Linked DNA regions of Zea mays: region 2 is linked to region 1. Evidence: chromatin contacts called from public Hi-C data. All regions are on one chromosome and are shown on one strand. The core of a region is the stretch at or near the end of the contact, and the rest is flanking DNA. Distances in the headings are between cores, read along the strand shown.

Region 1 (4,497 bases), core at 1,030-3,529:
AAGTGTAAGTAAATACCAAACCATAGTAATAATAATTAAAAGTAATAATAAAATAATCCCAATGTGATGCAAATGACAAATTGAATTTAATTCCATAAATTAATCATGTGAGGGTTCGAGCTGCTCATGACCGTCAGCACGACTAGTATACCAGTTTTACACTCTGCAGAGGTTGCGCAACTTTACCCATAAGTCATGTTACCCATCTACCAAGAGAAGGCCAATCCCATACACCTCTACCGAGGAGGCGAGGCAGGGTAACACTACGAGGCCTTTACAAAGTTCCACTAGCTTCAGAAAACCCGCTACAGTTTATAGGAAGCTCCAATGTAGGGATCCCTCGCCTGACCGCCATCGTAGCAAAATCAACAAAAGGACCTCCCTACACTGACCACTCCCCTACTGCCCTTGCCCCTTTCGGGTAAGGTAGTCATCCACTAGCTTTCCTAATTAATCAGCCAAGGGTGTCCCATACCACCCTTGTGGTAGCACTGTTTTCCCGGGTGGTCACTCCATGTTCCAATTAACATAATGATCTTAACATGAACAATAATAATAAACTGATAATAAGAGTGTGAACATGAATAATGTATCTCCATACCCAAATCCACATAAAGCAATAGCAAGTACTACTCAAAAAGTTCAGTAGAGTCAAGGTATAAAGATAGTCAAACTAGGGTAACCTAAAGGATCCCATCAAAATTAACCTATGCAGATCATTATGATTAATAAGAATATGACTAGGTAAAAAGAAGTGATCAAGGGCACAACATGCCTTCAACGAGCTCCTTCTCAGCAGTCTCCACCTACTGAACCCCTGGATCCTCTGTGGCTTCTCATCTACTCGCATCAGTACAAACATACATAGTATAGCAAAAATTAACATCACACCAATCAATAGAACAGAATGCATGATAATATTCTACACTGTGTAACGAGATCATTGGAACAAGAACCACTAAATTTGGATCTACGGTTATTAAGTTATGAATTTCCGAAGTTATTGAGTACTTAGAATAGATTAATTCAAATAAACAATTTTAATTCAAGTTTCATGTCTAAACAGAGGTACTAGGTGATGAAGAATATTAAAACAAAATTAATGCCACTGGAATGGATCAATTTGGGGTTAAAATGAATTTAATATGAATTATACAAATTTCTGGAATAATTTTTGTACTAAAAATTGATTTCTATATTCATTTATCTGTTTTTATCAACGGTCGGGGTTGCGTGCACTAATACTGACAAGTAAAGGGGCCAACCTATAAAACTCTTTAGACTCAGTCATCTACTAGGACGGACCGCTGGTTGAATCACTATAAACAGAAGGGCTCATTTGTTCTTGCGTCTGAAGGGGTACCGTGGTCCCACGGCCATCCGATCTAGAATGAGGCGCCCAAATTAGATCAACCCCCATCCCGAATCGGTATTCAATAGGACTCGCCCGATCGTGATCGAACTGTCCTGGTGCACTCTGGTTGAATTGTTACGCTAGGCGAAATCACAGCCGTAGGATCCAGGATCAACAGCACCGATCTAACAAGACCTAACGGGTTCGCCGAACTAATCTCTGTCGCTGGTGCAAGATCGGACGGATGCGCCCCCGTCTTCTTCGCCCGGTCGTAGAGCACGGAAGCGTCACCGATCCCCGCGACGGAGAACACAACGGCGACGGCTAACCGACCCCTGGACGACCTATTACTAAATTCAACGATCGTATACAATAACAGATAGGTAGAGAACTCGAAGCAGGCAACATACCGAGGATTTGGGCCGCACAAACCCTGGTCCACAGTACAGGATGGCCCCGCGGCGGAGCGGATGTCCGTCGAGAAATTCCGGCGCCACTAGTGCCACACTTCCCCGATTCGGACACACGCACGATTAGTGTGACTTAGAGGAGCACCAGGGACCCTTCTCCAGCCACGATCGTCGATGATAACTCGTAGCGTGGCTACAGCAGAATTCTTCTCCCACGGCGGCGGTGGGAACCAGTCGCGCGACACGGTCCTTCTACGTGGATGAAGCAATTGGGTTCGGGCGCACGGCGTAGGCGACCTAGACTTAAGTAGTCCGAGGGCGAGGCCACAACGGCCGCGACCGAAGCGGGCGGGTACGACGAGGTCGGCCATGAGCAGGGAGCTCGGGTTCTGTTGCACGCCCGCGATTCCATCGAAGGGGATGTCACTGACTTGCTGGGCCCACCGAGCAGTCTAACCAACGTGTACAGCCGGAAGGGGAAATCGAGCTGACCACTTGGGCCCATGTGTCATTGGTTTAGGGAGTTCATTGAGCTGGCGGCCCCACCTGACAGTGTACCGCCCGCGCGAGCGTGGGATATGCTGACCTGCGGGCCCCGGATGTCGGCGCCACCATAGCAGAAGCGAGATCAGGGCTGCGCAAAGGAAATGGCTAGATGGGCCAAATGGAGCGGTGCTCAGCCCATGCGCGGGTAATTCCCTTCTCTTTTTCTTTTTTCTGGTTTCTTTTCATTTTTTTTCTAAATTTGAATTCAAATATTGTTGTGAAGTTCATGCTTAGATGAAATATTCAAATTCAAATATTTGTATGACAGGTGCATTTATATATATATATTCTTTATATTTATATAATATTTCCCTTATTCTCTTCATCATTTGTTTCTTTTCTTTTCTAAGAGATAAGTTTGGTCTAAATTCCAAATTTGGGCACTAACATATTTTCATTAATATTATATTTATTATTTATAGATGCAACAACACATAAATTCCAACATGATGCACATTTTATTGAAGAATTATTCTCTTTCAGTATGTGTCCTAATAGTTCCCATGAATGAAAAGGCCTCACACAAAAAGGTTTATTCCACACTTTTATATTCCAAAGTTGGGTATTACAGTGTGTGTGATGCCAAATTGAGTATTATCTCAAAAGTTAGTGGAAATGTTCATAAGAGACTAAACTTGATGGATTTGAGTGGCACACAAACCCTAGAACAGTCAAAACCCTATAAGAGCCCTGGAAACCTTAATTTGTGTCGTATAAGGTGATTTCAATTTCTATGCACTTTTGAACCAAAGTGCATATATCAAGTGGTAGAGTATCAAAAACTAAACAACTTTTACATTGGAAGATTTTCAAGTATTGTGGAGCAAATTGGAGTAATTTGCAAAAAGCCCCAATGGCACCATATGGCTTAAACCCTAAAATCAGTGACATTAGACCAAGTTTGGAACCTTGTATTCTTAATCCATGGAGATTCTGCCCCAAGTCATTACAACAAAATGGTAGAGCTATGTTAGTAGTTCAAGTTTGATTAAGTGACTAAGCCTTGGAGCTGTATGGAAATAGGAGAAAAATGGACCTGAAGTTAAGATATCAGTCACCCTTGATACTGAAATTCGACTAACAGTGAACTAGGATGAACTTTGAGATCGATTTTGCATAGGATCCAGTGGATGTTTGATCGAGGTTGCTATAACAAAATCAAAGCTGGTTTGTTGAAGAACAACTTTGCTACAGACGGATTAGTGGGTTGTTCCATAAAAATTTGAGGAAAGAGTTCCTAAACTTGCTCTGTCAGAACGACTTATTGGGATCACGATGGTATAGTGAACTGAACAAGAATCCAGGTTCAGCGCATCTCGTCGCCGATGAACTCACGCCGCGATCCACGCCAGCGTTGCGATTCGTGCCCAGTGGTGCGCGGATATCTACGTGAGGTGAAAGATCTCGCGCGGAGGATGAACTTGGGGCACTGTTACTGCTCAGTCGTCGTACTCACTTGACCGACAACGTGGCCGCGCGACCGCCGTCATCGTGCCCGCCGTTCACCTCGGTCACGACACGCCTTAAGTTGTTTCACCACATCGTCGTGGGCCGTGAAGACTAAGTCGTGACTGACGTAAACCCTTTTCCCAGTAAATGCCACAATAAGCGACTCCGGTGACTCACCTTGCTCCGGTCGCCAGCTTGCCTTTCCCAAATTTGGAGCCACCGCTTGCCGACGCTATAAATTGAGTGTACGAAAATACTAGATATCGATATCACATTAAAACTATAGCTATGGCATTCTAATTTTAAGCGGATTTAATTCGAACAGCACACAACATTAAACTATGTGTAAGCATTTTACTCTCCTAAAACCTATCCCGACGGACTTATAGAACTTAGGGTCATTACTTGCTTCAATTAACTTGTATAAAACATCAACTATCAAATCATCACATTTAACACAATTAGCCTAAACACAACTCACCAGCTAATTAATTAAATGCTAAACTTATCCCTCGCTTTATAAATTATACCACTTTGATTACAAAGAGCTATTTTAATTTTATTTCGCATCACACATATTTAATTAATCTATCTAACAATTCGGCTAACAAAAATGTGCGCCAATAATAAGTTTAGCTCAGATCCACTACATCGATTAACGAATACTAATTCGGACTTTTCGTCGATTACACGTTAAATACCGCACTAATACTAAATTCACTCGAAACTGCGGCATCG
Region 2 (4,497 bases), core at 811-3,310, 380 kb before region 1:
CTTATCTCTGCCGTACTGAATCATTTCCTGGGTACCAAACTCCGGCTGCATCCATTAGATGCTAACTACTAACATGCTGTGTCTCTCCTCAAGGACGATGTGCAGCTGTCGGCTAGCTACTCTACTCGGCTCAGCGCCTGTGCCTGACACTACTGCACTAACCCGAAGACTGAAAGATGAGGAGACAACAGACTTGCAGTTGCCCAATTTAATCGCCTCCATTTCTGTTGGCTACGGATTCACTCTAGTTATTAGTCTATCTAGAAAGACAGAACTATGCTTCCTAACGCTGATTCGTGCATGCACGCACCGTCAATAAATACTGTTAGGTGCTCAACTTTTGCCTTTTAGATGTCGACTTGACCCACAGTACGAACTTTGTCTTTTATATGGTAGATAGCTCTGACGGACAAATGGATGCCATTATTCAGTAACGCGTGCTATTCCCTTTGTTCTAAATCAAAAAAGTTTTTTTCCTGACTTTTTAAAACTTATAGCTTTTGCTACATGCTAGTACGTCGCTAAATACATATTATGTCTAGATATATAGTAAAAAATTAGAAATTTAGAAATCTTAAACTATCTTATAATTAAAAAAATAAAACCTATAAAGTTAGAATATAACTTATACTTTATAATTTTAGAATATAGCTTATAATTTGGAACGGAGAAGACAGCAGTACTTCTACCTAGCAGGGCCGCTCTGTGCATGTTCAGGTTGTCTGTCCAATCCGGCTATGACAGCGAACTAACTGCTACTAAAACGTTCTAGGCTCCTGCTGTTTGTCCAGTTATTTTCTCAAATCATAAAACAGTTTGTCACGACTCACGAGGCTACCAGTCCTCTAGCACAATCATAGCAGTGGTACTGCTTATGCCAGCCTGACCAAACAAATGATTGACCCAGCGAAAGCGAAAGTAGCAGCACTGGGTGTCGGTGCCGTTGGAATGTTTAATAAACTCGCAAGCGTGGCTTGTAATCATAGGACTAGTCAGACCTGTCACTGCCTAATATCTGTCTAGTTCTTCCTTGGCATGTAAATTAAGCTGATTGATTGACAGGTGAAAAGATAATCTTCTTCTTCTTCTGCTCAGAACGGTGTGGCGTCAACGGATCATGGAGGGGGTCAGGTGTTTGGTTTGGGGAAGTACGTACCTGAGAGCCAGACGAGGTCGGCGAGGTTGAGGCTCTTGTTCTGGAAGGACTGGAGGAGTTGGGTGAAGTTCATGGTGGGCGCGGGGATCTGGTCCAGCGCCTCCTGCTTGATGGACACGGTGCCGTCGCGCCTCCCCGTCGGCACGCTCCAGAACGGACCGCCCTGCATGCATGCGCGTTCGACCGGTTTATATATAGGTTTTGCCGGCTTAGGAAGCGCAGATGCATGGGGTGGGGGGGGGACTCGATCAGGAGCACTGACGATGACGCCGACGGAGTCGCGGGCGGCGAGCGCGACGATGTCGGCGCAGGACACCACGCCGGGGCACTCCTTCTCGAGCAGCGCCTTGATGCGGTCGATGAAGCCGAAGCCGCGCAGCGTCAGGTTGGGCGCCGCGTCCTTCTCCGCCTCGCTGCCGCCCGTCGCGTTGAGCAGCACTGACGCGTCGCAGCCCTGCGTGCAACGGCGGGAGCGCATGGCGCGGTCAGTCATCGTCGGCATCGGCATATCGGGCATTCGTCGCCGCGCACGCAGCTAGCGGCTAGCGCCTTGTTTGCTAACTCCTATAGTACGTACCCTGACGAAGCAGTCGTGGAAGTGGGTGCGGAGCAGGGTGGAGGCGACGTCGGGCGCGTGGGGGATGTGCGCCTTCACGTAGTCCTTGACGATCTTCTCCGCCTGTGGGCAGGAGTAGTCGTAGAACCCCTCCTTGAGCTGCGCCCGCGCGCCGCCGGCGAGGGCGGCGGCCACCAGCAGCGCCGCCAGCACCGTCCTTCTCACCATCGTCGCTCCGATGGACTGCTAGTGCTAGCTGCTGCTGGGTACGTACTACGCCTGCAATGCAAGCTGCTTCTCGGCCGTGTCAGCTAGCTGCGAGTCTCGTCCTGTCGGTCTCGAGCTCTTGCTGTGCCGAGCCGGGTGCTGGGCTATAAATACACAGTGCCTGCCAGCAAGGCACGGTGACGACGTCGACGTGTGCGCTGGCTACTGGCTAGTCCGGTAGTGGGGTTCGGTTGTCGCTAGCTAGCTACCCTGCTTTGCGCAGCGAGTTGGATATCCGAACGACGAGTCGGTAGGGAACTGAGGAGCGGACGACGCGGTCTCCGTCTCTCGGAACGGCCGACGAGTCGGTAGGGAAATGGGGTCTAATCTAACCACCCGCCGACCTGCGTATATGGTCGGTAGAGCGGCTAGCCCAGTTCGATCGTATCGTATGTATGTATGGTACGGTCGATGTACGTACGCAACTGGGCCGCCGGCCACGCACGCTTCTGCTACCTGCATGCAGCGCAAATGGAGCACGACGACGACGCGACGGGAGTAAAGGGCCGGCCTTGCCGGCGGCATGCATGTCAGCGGCAGCGCCAGGGGCGGTGTTCGCTCCATGTGTCATACGTCAAGCGTAGGTGGATGTACGCGTGGACTCTCGTCGACAGTACTGTACGCCAACTTGGTACTCCGGCCCTCGCCCGTCGTCAATCGTCTGGGAAAATAAAAAGAATCAGGCACCGCACGCCATTGGTACGACGTACTACTACTACTACACAACGCCATTTGTAGCTAGGCTTCTTCAGTTGAACGGAAATGGAGCGAAAAGCCGTCTCGGCTTTCCATGTCCATGCTCGCAACGGACCCACGGATTGAGATCGGACAGCAGAATCTCGCGGTGCGCCGGTAGGGTGTACTAGAACAGCGGAGAAGAGGGCATCATGAGGAGGTGGGTTTCTTCAGGCTTTCGAGCTCCTCTTTCCTTCCTATTCGCCCATGAGTCCAAGTAGGGCTGGAAAAAAAGCTCGAGGCTCGCGAGCCGGCTCGGGCTCGATCAGGCTCGGCTCGGCTCGGTGAGGCTCGCGAGCCTAAACGAGTCCGAGCCGAGCCTAATTCCGTGGCTCGCTACACTAACGAGCCGAGCCGAGCCGGCTCGGTGAGGCTCGCGAGCCGGCTCGAGGCTCGGTCCAAACTACTTCTTACTCGTATCTTCGTTGACCAATGTGTAAGTGTGCTGTTTTGGTCACAACTCACAAGGAACTAGAGTGTCGGGATATATTTTTTTTATTATATGGAACATATTATGCTTCAAATTTGAGTTAATGACTATATTTACTGTTGTTGAGTACTTGAGTGTACAGGCTCGCGAGCCGAGCCGAGCCGGCTCGCGAGCCTATATCGAGCCGAGCCGAGCCTCGTTACCGAGCTCGCTAAGTGACCGAGCCGAGCCTGGCTCGGCTCGCTATTCCACCGAGCCTCACCGAGCCGAGCCGAGCCTGGCTCGGCTCGGCTCGTTTCCAGCCCTAAGTCCAAGAAGTGTGCGAGAGGGAGGAAGCGAGGCACCCCCCCACTTCCACATGCGCACAAGGAACAAATTAGAGCCGGCCCTACCAGCCATTCATCACAGCCGTGGCGGCAAACCTGTGGCTGAGCAGTGCTGGAGGGTGGAGCTGGACACGTCTCTGCACGAACTTGTCCCCTGCATCTTCTGGGACCACCACCCGGAGTACTACTGCCGCATCACGCTGCTCACTCCGTTGTTCACTTTGTTTTGTTTTTCTGCTGCTGCTGCTGTCACCACCACCATGAGTCCATGAACTGCAGTTTAATTAGTTGCCAGCAACTGCAATTATATTGGTCTCTCTGCAGCAGCGAGCAGGACGAGTGAGTACAACACACTAGATGCATTGTGCCACATGGCCCGCGGCGGCTTCTCCCTGCGTACATGTATCAGTATCAGTAGGTACGTTGTTGGCCCACGCATGGCTACCTACCGCTTAAGAAACCATCCTGAAAGCAGAGGCTAGCTAGCAGCAAGCAGGAATCCCAGTGATGGCAAGCGACATACGCAACTCCAACGCTCCCTTCCCTTTATCTTTTCCTTCCCTTCCCTGTTGCAGACGCTGCGCTCGCGCGTGGACTCGTTCGTCGGTTCGTGGCCATACCGAACAATCTGAACCATACGGAGATGAGCAAGCATGATCTCCAAAACCGAAAGGGTGCAGGGGTGGTTAGGGCGCGTGTCGCTGCTCACCAAATACACATGTTTCTAGCTCTTGGGTCCTGGTCCTCGGCCCCCTTTCGAGTCTCGTCGGCTCACCGACAGCTTACCACTGATGGCTACGATCGAGTGGATCGCGCGCCTTGACAAGCCTGCTGGTTGTTGTCACCAGAACTGTTTCCATTCATATACGTATTAATTAGGGTTTTTTAAATTGGTGCTCTTAGTTTTGGTGGTGTGCTCACCTATATCCTTAGTCGTGTTTTTTGTTTAGACTGTGTCCTTCTGTACTATAAGGGTATGCAAGACGAAGTAGACTACCCGACCATCTCTCAGTTTGCTTTTCACCGT

What was found. A called contact is a pair of places that touch in the nucleus more often than the background predicts.
Region 2: a contact with region 1 is called in a Hi-C map of endosperm, with 6 times the contacts expected there. The contact joins the promoter of LOC100283382 here to the enhancer-like site in region 1. A contact is called at or near these places in 3 of 25 Hi-C or Micro-C datasets (endosperm, leaf and tassel).

What each region holds. Positions count from the first base shown.
Region 1 is chr5:48,885,238-48,889,734 of Zm-B73-REFERENCE-NAM-5.0, reverse strand. No RefSeq gene overlaps it. Among protein-coding and RNA genes, the nearest start is that of LOC100284492, 98 kb to the right of the region's middle. Within about 2 kb of position 2,279, at least 17 of the 20 cell types and tissues checked have an H3K27ac peak or open chromatin away from gene starts, as enhancers often do. A contact at or near this core is called in endosperm, leaf and tassel, where this site is marked.
Region 2 is chr5:49,267,326-49,271,822 of Zm-B73-REFERENCE-NAM-5.0, reverse strand. LOC100283382 (peroxidase 39) reads right to left here and starts at 2,060. Exons shown (of 4, transcript NM_001156283.2): 1 at 1,734-2,060; 2 at 1,419-1,610; 3 at 1,157-1,319. The coding sequence starts at 1,940.